2 separate regions of the Mus musculus genome follow, and region 1 is linked to region 2. A link is a contact called in public promoter capture Hi-C data. All regions are on one chromosome and are shown on one strand. The core of a region is the stretch at or near the end of the contact, and the rest is flanking DNA. Distances in the headings are between cores, read along the strand shown.

Region 1 (4,477 bases), core at 1,037-3,536, 570 kb before region 2:
ATCTAAGCATCACATTTTGCCCACATGGAGACTAAACATTATCTCATGTCTCAACGTTGCTAGGACTGTTCGTTCGCAGGATCTGATAAAGATGAAGCTGGGTGGGTAGGAAATCAGTCTTTAGGAACAAAAGCATTGCCTAGTCTTCGGTGTGAGCATGGGGTCATGGGTCTTTCCCCATGAATGCTGCCTGTTACACGGAGCCGATGATGCAGATGGGAACAGAGAGGTCGCTGGAGCCCTGGCATGCTGTACCCTCTCCAACTTGCCTAAAGACAACCTCTACTTCTGTATCAGTAACGATGGGAACTCCCAAGTTCTAACATAAGTGCTGGTATGTAAAGTCCCCAGGCAGAGATGTTCAATGGGTAAGAGTGCTTTCAATACTTGAAATGTATTCTACACAGTAGAAAGGCAGGTTAAGGAGGCTGTCAGAATGAGACACGGGGCTTGTCAATTTATTAGAGAAAAAGGCATTGTTGGGGTGCATCTGACCAGGAAGATGTAGGGAGCCTGACGTTTCAGAGAACAGTCAGCTTCATTCTTCAGCCCTTATTGTTTGAACCTTCTACTAGTCTGGACCTGAGGAGAATCTGACTGGCCTAGGAGTCCAGTAGGAATCTAAGGGCAGGGAGTCTGTGGGTAGAAGGCCTGCACCTTCCTAAGTACAGGCATGCCAGGATCTTCACTCCAAAGAGCTTGTCCCCTGGCTGGCCCTCCTTCCTCATAGTTTTCAGGCCCTGTGATCTTTACTGTAAAGCGAACCATCTGGCTTCGATATGGGCTCCTGACTTACTTAAAGCTTTTCATGTCTCCAGCACCAGGAAGCTCTCTAGCCCCTTTATGTAAGCACTTGGGCATCTAAGATGACTCTCTCGCCATCTGGGCATAAGAGCCCACTGGACAACAATGTAGAATAGAGAATAATAAGAATCCATGTGGGGGGGCTGGTGAGATGGCTCAGTGGGTTAGAGCACCCGACTGCTCTTCCGAAGGTCCAGAGTTCAAATCCCAGCAACCACATGGTGGCTCACAACCATCCGTAACAAGATCTGACTCCCTCTTCTGGAGTGTCTGAAGACAGCTACAGTGTACTTACATATAATAAATAAATAAATCTTTAAAAAAAAAAAAAAAAAAAAAAAAAAAAAAAGAATCCATGTGGGAAGATAAGTCTGGGATTCACAGAGGTGGAGCCCAGGCTCAGTCGCCTGTGAGTGTCAAAACAGGGGACTAGGTCCCCCAACCCATGCTACAGTTGGATGTCCATCTGAATCTTTGGCTCTTTCCTAAAGAGAGCAGAACCCAGAACTTCTTGAAGAAATCAAGGAAGGAGGTCTTATCTTAATAAGAGACCACACAAAGGAAGATTCAACCCCATAAGTTGGCACTCCAGTCACCAAGATCAGATGAAGGGATCAGGTATGTGTCAGATGATCAACAAGATTCACTGAGAGGAAATTGGATGGAGTGGTGAGGAGGTGAAGGCTAGGGGGAACTGGTCACTTCCCAGAAGGGATCAAAGCCACTAAGGGCTCTCTGAAGGGATGCCAGCAAGCTAAGGAAAATGTGCAAGCCCTCTCCTTATGTAGCTGCATGCTTCACAACTTTTCCATCACTTGTTCCTGTTCAGGACCAGTGTGGCTGCTCACCCTCTGCATGAAAGGCTTTCTTAGCACATACCCCCATGGCTGGACTCTTCCCTCTGAGATTCTATTGTTCTTTGTACCACGTGACCCCCTTTCCTTCCTAGAATCCCTAGTCATTGAAATCCCCTTTGTTTACCTATCTTGGTCTCCTGTTCCCCCTGCAGTCTAAGTGCTAGGAAAGTGTCCTTTGCTGCTGCCTACCCAGTGCCTACAACATCACCCACAGAGCAGCAGGTTGATAAAAGTCACAAATGAGCAGGCAGCCAGGCCTAGGAAAGTTGGCCCTAGACAGCCAGATGAAATCGTAATGGGATGCAGATGGCCAGGAGGACTATAAATGATAAGAGAGGAAATTGGGAGCAGTTACCTAAATCTCCTGGGAAGTGGAAATAGAAAGTGAAAATAAAAGAATAACCACATTTTGCCTGATGTCTTCCAGCTTTGATCATATCCAGCAGGGTTGAACACCGGGCTCCTATGTGCTCAGTGTTAGGCTGAGCTACCGCTAACGAGATAGCCTTAAGATAATGAGGCAAAGCAACCTCAGCACGGCCTCTTGGCTGAGTGTTTAAAGCCCACACTGAGTTCACCATCTAACAGGAAAACACAGCTAAAGCCCGGCTACGTGAAAATGGGGAAGGAACCACAAGGTTGTGTATGAACTCCAAGGGGAAGGAAAGAGTCGGGGGAAACTATGGGAGAGACTGGGGGAGGAGGTGGGGTGAGTCCAGGCTGGCCTTGAACTTCTGATCTTTCTTCCTCTGTCTCCCAGTTGCTAGAGCTACAGGTACGTACCACTGTGCTCGGCTCTAGGACGTTTCATTTAGGACATAAAGATAGATAAAGAATTCATCAGGCAGAGAGACAGAAAATGTATTTCAGATGAGGTGACCATGTGAGAAAAGGGTATGGAAGCTTAGAGTACTCCCTATGCTCAGAGGACAGCAAGCAACCATCCCAGAAACAGGGCACGGGATCAATCAACAGATTTTTAAAAAAAATCACCCCAGGGTGTTAGAGCTGGAAGCTGATTTTGACTGAGGGAAAAGGGACTCTTGAGGTTAGCGAAGAGAGAGCTTCCTGAGCGGGGCTTGAGATGGTGATAAAGAGAGGTGAGTCCTTGTGAGGCCAAGTCTGACTGCAGCCCTTTCACTGATGCCTAGGGCCACATTGTTTTGAATGGGGCGCCTGTGTGCTCAGAGGGGCGGGCACAGACACTGCTGATTCCCAGCCTCCGCCCCAGGCATTCATCAGGCAAAGACGCCAACCTAGAGTAGAGGCCTGATATAACCACTGGGAGCAACGCACCAAGGACAGCAGGCACCGGTTGAGCAATCGATGTCTTTTCCTAAATAGCTAAAAGCTCCTAAAAGCGGGGAGGGGGTATTTCTTCCATCCATCGTTCATGGAGAGCCAGGAGCTAAGAAAGAACTAAGAAAATGGGACGTCTCCACAACCTGCACTTGTTAACAGTATTTAAGACCAGCCTGTGCTCTTTAAATCAGATGTTTGTTGGCTCAAAGATGCCTCCAGTCTTATTTAACTCTGCCTCGTGGAAATTGGAACCTGGACATTTCCGGGATGTACACAAGTGGGTGTGTTATGTGAATGAGTGTCACCCCAGGCCCCAGATCCCCGTTCCTCCCTAACCAATTCAGTGGGAACCTGAAATAAGGATGAACTCAGACGAGGACCTGAAGAGAAAGGAAAGGAAACTACTGGGCAGAACCAACTCTGAAATGGGCCTCAAACTCGGCGGCTGCAAAACCTATCCGCGAGACTGCACTGCCCCCAGGCGGCCACAGCGCTCTGCTCCGGAGACTTCCTGATGGATCTCATCACAGACTCAGTAGAGGGAAGACAAGAGGAAAGACCTTGTATATTTGTTTCTGGGCTCAAGCTGTTACCTGTTATCAGTTATTTTCCTCCATCTCCTCCCCGCTTTCCTTATTCCTTCTTTTTCCCCTTCCTTCCCCAGGAGTCAGCGTTCCTCCGGTTGTCCGGCTTGGTGGCAAACACCCGCACCCATCATACACCTCATTACTACTCAATGGTTTTCCTATTCATTTTCTCCATTTGTCTCTTTCTTTTCTTTTCTTCTTTTCCTTCTCCTCCTCCTCCTTCTTTTTACAAAGTGTTAACACAGAGATGCACTTTAAATCTGAGCACCCCTATGATGGGGTGAAACAACATAATGGGAACAATTCTATCCATTTTCTTAAGTGTGTGTGTATGTGATGCATATGAATGTATGCAGGTGTGTCTGCACATACATGTGGATGTGTACAGAAGCCAGAGGTAAATTTGAGATATTTTCTTCTATCATTACCCATATTATTTTTTGAGGCCTGGTCTCTCATTGAACCTGGCATTGCCACTTCAACCGGCAAGCTCTTAGGGTCTGCCTGTCTCCTCCAACCCTGCTCTGCTGTGGCTACAGATGTTCACAGCTGCTGTACTTGACTTACTACGTGGGTCCTGGACATCCAAGCTCAGGTCCTCATGCTTCTCCAGCGGGCAACCCTCTGAGCCAAGGAGAGAGGGGATAGGTTCCTGGGTAAGAGCAGAGCTGCAGTGTGTCTATGGTCTATGGGTTAGAAAGGTTGTTGGGGGAACAGCAGAGCTGACAGGAGCCCTTCAGGGGGCTCAGCTCCTGCTCTGCCTGACTTTACAAGTCCTGAAGACAGCAGTTCAAAAGCCCCCACCGAGGAAGGGCTGGGAAGAAAGTTATCAGTTTCAGACTCCAAAATAATCTAGCACGAATAGCTGCCCTTCCTGAGTCCTGGGGGCTGATGGGAGGCATCAGGTCCCCTGGTCCTGGGAGAACA
Region 2 (4,756 bases), core at 921-3,420:
AAGGTCATGACAGCCTACAAGCTGTTCTAGCTGGACCAAAAGAGTCTTGGGACTTGGAAACAGGCCTAGGTGACATGGCACCAAAATGCTCATACTGTAATGATCTCAGGCAAGTCCTGAGAACCTTGGTGTCCACCCTTGCGGTCAAGTTTAAGTTCCCGGGAGCTTGGGTAACCAGTCTCTATGCTGAATTTCTAGGCAAGTGTTCTACCGAGTTATACCTCCATCCCCTCTCTGTTGAATTTCCACCCACACCAGTATGATGCCTACACGGAACTCCCCCAAGGCATTCCTGAGGTTTGGGAATTCCATCCCCTATCAGCACTTCATCTTGCCAGCTTCTCCCTTTCATCTATTCATTCAATAATCATTTACTGAGTGCCCAACACTGTGCTGAATTCTGGAGAAAGAATAGTGGATGAAAAAGCCACACTCCCTGCTTTTCGAGGCCTCATAGACAACAGTAAGCCCAAATAAATAACCACAGGCTTTTTAATAAAGCAGTGACCTTTAACGGGGGCCAGAAGAAGACAGATCAAAGGTCCTGCTTTGTTATCTGGATATGCTTTATAGAGGTGGAGGAGAAAAGGAAAGCCCAGTACAGGGTAGGCACACCCACTAAACTGTAGTAAGTCACGGCTGTACTGCTCTTAATCTCTGAATAGAAAACCCAAATTGACCAGGTGGCTGGTGTCAATAGATGACCAGAAGGTTCCACCAGGACATCCTTTCCCACATCCACTCTTGTACCGCCAAGGCTACCCTGCGCCCCCCCCCCAAGAAAATTAGTTTTGACAGGCAGCTCTGACATTTGAGGTCCCAAAGTCTACACAGCCCATTCTTAATCCCATCACAGGTAAAGTGAGATCCAGTCAGGCTGGTGGGTTCTGGTGGTCAGGAAGCAGAGGAGAGGATTTCAGTCGCCAGGCTGGGAGTGACAATGGAAGAGCCAGGCTAGAAAGGGCCGGAGCAGCATCCTCCGGTATAGACAGGGATATAGCTCAAGTGCAGGCACCACCAGGAGGAAGTCAGGGAGCAGAAGAATGCTCTGGTGCCAGGAAGTGACGTTGAAGGAAAGAGGGCAGAGGGATGCTGGATAAAGAATGGTGGGGAGCACAGAGCTGGACCACATGGGCAGGAGAGATAGCAATAGGGGAGGAATACCAACGGATCTCTTGGTCCCCAGCTCCCTCTCTCAAGCCCAGCTTCCTTCCCAAACTCCATCTCCTTCAGTTTCAGCAGAGGGTGGAGAACACAGATCTTGTTGCTGACCAGAAGCTCCTACCGACCTGACTAACATCCGGGCCAGATCCCCATCTCTGGAAGGGGTAGGGTAATCCACAGAACAGCAAAGGCACTGTAGTCCCCAAGGACTTTGAGAGGTCATGCCGTCCATCCCCTTGTCTCCCAATACCCAGAATCCCCAGACAGAGAGGAATCACATTTTCTTTACCCCTCTCTGGACATGAAGAGATAGATTCTCAGCTCTTCTCGGGACACTCTGCTTCCCATAATCCCTGGCTATGGTGAAGTTCTCCTGAAGATCTAGACTCCATCCCGCCTGCTGCAGTCTCCTACTTGGCTTTTCTATCCTGTCCTCTGTGGCTAGAGAAAAGCTTTTACTAGGTGACCACAGCTGTTCTTTAGGCTCTCCCCTCCAGCATCCCTTTTTTCTCAATAGGTTCTTCCTAAAAGGTAATCATAATCTCTCCTGCTGCAGTCCTTGCATCCCCTCCCGTGTCGCATCCTACGCCTCCAAGGCAAAAATACCCCCTTTCCCACCAGACAGTTAACAGGGCTGAGGAAGAAGGGGAGAGGTCCAGGATGCAGAGGATGAATGAAGGAGATGGGAGATTGGAAATGGATGCTCAGAACAGGAGGAGGAGGACCAGGACACCAGCCCCCACCCTCAACCCCCCAAGGCGGGGCAGGGATGGGGCCAGAGGGCCTCACCAGTATCCGGGTCTCCCAAGAAGGCGTCCTCGTCCTTACGGCCCCTCAGTGGGGCCGCAGGCGCTGGCTCGTCCTCCGGCAGCCTCGGGAAGCTGGTGATGCTCATATAGTCCACTGGTGAGTAGGCGCCTAGGGCGCTCTCCTGGCTAGCCTCGTTCTCAGCCGCCATCCTCGCCCTAACCCCCAGCAGCGCAGCGCCTGCCGGAAGTGGCAGTGAAGAGGGGGGTGCGAGGGCGGAGGGCGGGGTCTGAGCTCCTGGACAGCCGGGAGGGGGCGCCCCCACCGTCAGCAGTGTCCTAGTATGACTCGCCCCCGCCTGCTTAAAGTCTACTGATTGCAGCCTGCAGGCAGGTGCAGGAGGATGGGAGCCCAGAGGACAGTGGAAGGTTGCCAGGATGAAGACGCTACTCTGGGATCCTCAAACAATCCCTGGCCCTTCCTCCTTCCAGTCTGAATCCAGCCCAGATTCCATATGCTTCTAGAACCACAGACTGACTTTTGAGCGCAAATTTCTCTTTGATTTCAGATCCTCTTCGGACCACTCACTTCCTGGACTCCAAATTTCTCTGTGGTCGCCAAGATTCCCCTCTTCTGATCTCAAACTACTTTTCCGACCCCACTAAGACTACTTACTCTTCATACCCGCAGTGTTCTTTTTGACTTACGACTCTGACTTCATTTCATCCCAAGATTCCTTTTCAATCTCCAACCCCTACTTCATCCTGACTGCTTTTTCACCTGCAGGCCCCTCTTGAACCTCTCTTTTGATCTCACACTCCTTCCTGTGCCCTCCCTCCCCCAGATTGCTCACATTTCTCTTTTAAACCCCAACTCCTTCTGGAACTGCCCTGATGTATCAGCATAGGAGATTGGCCCTTCCTGAAAGCCCACCCCCAACTTTAAAATCTTTAGAAGCAAATCCTCAGATTCCACTCCAGGAAAAGCGATTCAGTAGGCCAGAGCATGGCCTTTGGAACCTTAATATTCTTTGGCATTTTAAAGAATGCTTGATGTGGTTCTGAAGTTAAAGTAAAAGAAGTAATAATGGTGTGGTAGAGCAGGGCGGTGGGATGGGAAGGATAGACGGCTAAGAACTTAGGAAGTAACTCCTTGGTAGAGTGCTTGTCTGTGTGAGGGTTTGACACACAGCATCAAAAGAAGAAAAAAGGAGAGGAGGAGGAGGAAGAGGAGGAGGAGGAGGAGGAGGAGGAGGAGGAGGAGGAGGAGGAGGAGGAGGAGGAGGAGGAGGAGGAGGAAAGAAACAAAGAAAGAAGAGGGGAAGGTAAGAAGGAGAATGTGTTTCTGTACTTGCCAAGCCCATCTCTGGAACCACTCTCCTAGCTCCAAGAATGATAGTTATAAGTCCAAACTTCTACTATTCAGTCCACAAGTAGGGAGATGGGATTGGTGAAGCTGTGGACACACAATATTCCTTTCTTTCCTGGTCCCTGGCTCCAGGCTCAGTGTGACTTGAACTGTTTTAGCATTTACCATGGATCATGGAGCTGCAGTGCTACTTATAGACAGCAGGGGGCAGCAGTAGATAGGGAACAGTTGCAGGAGAAAGGTTTAGGAAGAATGGAGGGTCAGAGCTGGGCAGTGGAATTGGGAATAAGGGATGGTGGTCTTCAGATCAATAGGCAAACTTATTTATGCCTTCTTCCCCATACAGAGGTTCTTATTGTTGGAGTCTATAGCGATCATTGTTTCTGTGACTCCTTCTATTCCAATGAGAGTTTTGTCGCCAATGAGATCTGTGTGGCCTGAGTGCTGTCCACTCCGTCAGTGTATGTAGAAGGCCCTCAGTGAGGACTGAACCCTCTCATCGGGGTTCAGATATCTTTAGTGAAGTCTTTATCTCCTAGAGGAAAGCCTGTTTCTTAGCCTGGTAATGCCATCTGCATCCTATAAGCAGGGCTTTTCCGAGGGGTCTGAGACCTCCAGAAAAAGCTCTGCCTTCTTAATATAGTTTGTGCAATTTCAATGAAGTGTGTATTTGTTCAGAGGGGTTGATGTCTCCTTGAGAAAGTATCTGTTCCCTCGCTGAGACCCTTGTCTATTCTACAAGGTCTGTATGTGCTTAGTGAGCCTTAAAACCTCCCCTCAGGATTGGGTTGGCTCTGGATCATATGTCTGAGCATGTGTTTTTCAGTTTAGGGTGGGCTAAGCATATGGTCAGTTGGACAAAGATCAGTGTAGCAGGTGAGTTGATGGGTCACAAGCCCTAAGTAGACATTAAATGGCAGGAGCTGGCTGCTTCAGACCTCAGATTCACTCTTGTAGCTAAATAATTAAAGATCCTTGTTTTGACAGTCTGAATTGTAAGATGAGGTAGTCCTTGGTGATAACTGTAGGAAGGAAGTGGAGGGTGTCCTGCTCGGCTTCCTTTTGGGTGAAGAGGATAGAGGGACGCCAGAGGGAAGTAAACTCAATTTGTGGCAGATAGGTGTGTACTTAGGTGAATTAAAGAATGTAATTTTTCCTCTTTATACTTGTATTATTTTATATTGCATAGACCTTGTATTTTAAGATCTGGCTTTCTGTTTATGTTAGTAAAAACAAACAATACAAGAACTCAGATCTGACCATAACTTGATCTTTATCTGCTCCCCGACTTTGTGACATTTCCCTTCCTTTTCTGAATTTACCTTTAGTGCTAAGAGAATTTGTGCGTTTGGAGCCAATATCTGAAGGATCCTCCTCGTCTTCACTTAAGAGTCTTGTACTTTACATCAGGATGGAGATTTATGGAGGCAAAAAGAATGACATGTCCTAAGAGGTGGGAGAGAATCAGAACGAGTTA

The links. Promoter capture Hi-C pulls out the DNA fragments that hold promoters and counts their contacts.
Region 1: a contact with region 2 is called in a promoter capture Hi-C map of the HPC-7 cell line, with 7 times the contacts expected there. The contact joins the enhancer-like site here to the promoter of Ggt7 in region 2. A contact is called at or near these places in 4 of 39 promoter capture datasets (the 3T3-L1 cell line, the C10 cell line, the HPC-7 cell line and 1 more) and 1 of 9 other capture datasets (liver).

The regions. Positions count from the first base shown.
Region 1 is chr2:154,939,860-154,944,336 of GRCm38.p6, forward strand. No RefSeq gene overlaps it. Among named protein-coding and RNA genes, the nearest start is that of Eif2s2, 49 kb to the left of the region's middle. Within about 2 kb of position 2,287, at least 29 of the 459 cell types and tissues checked have an H3K27ac peak or open chromatin away from gene starts, as enhancers often do. A contact at or near this core is called in the HPC-7 cell line, where this site is marked.
Region 2 is chr2:155,512,676-155,517,431 of GRCm38.p6, forward strand. Ggt7 (gamma-glutamyltransferase 7) reads right to left here and starts at 2,171. Exons shown (of 15, transcript NM_144786.2): 1 at 1,954-2,171. The coding sequence starts at 2,122.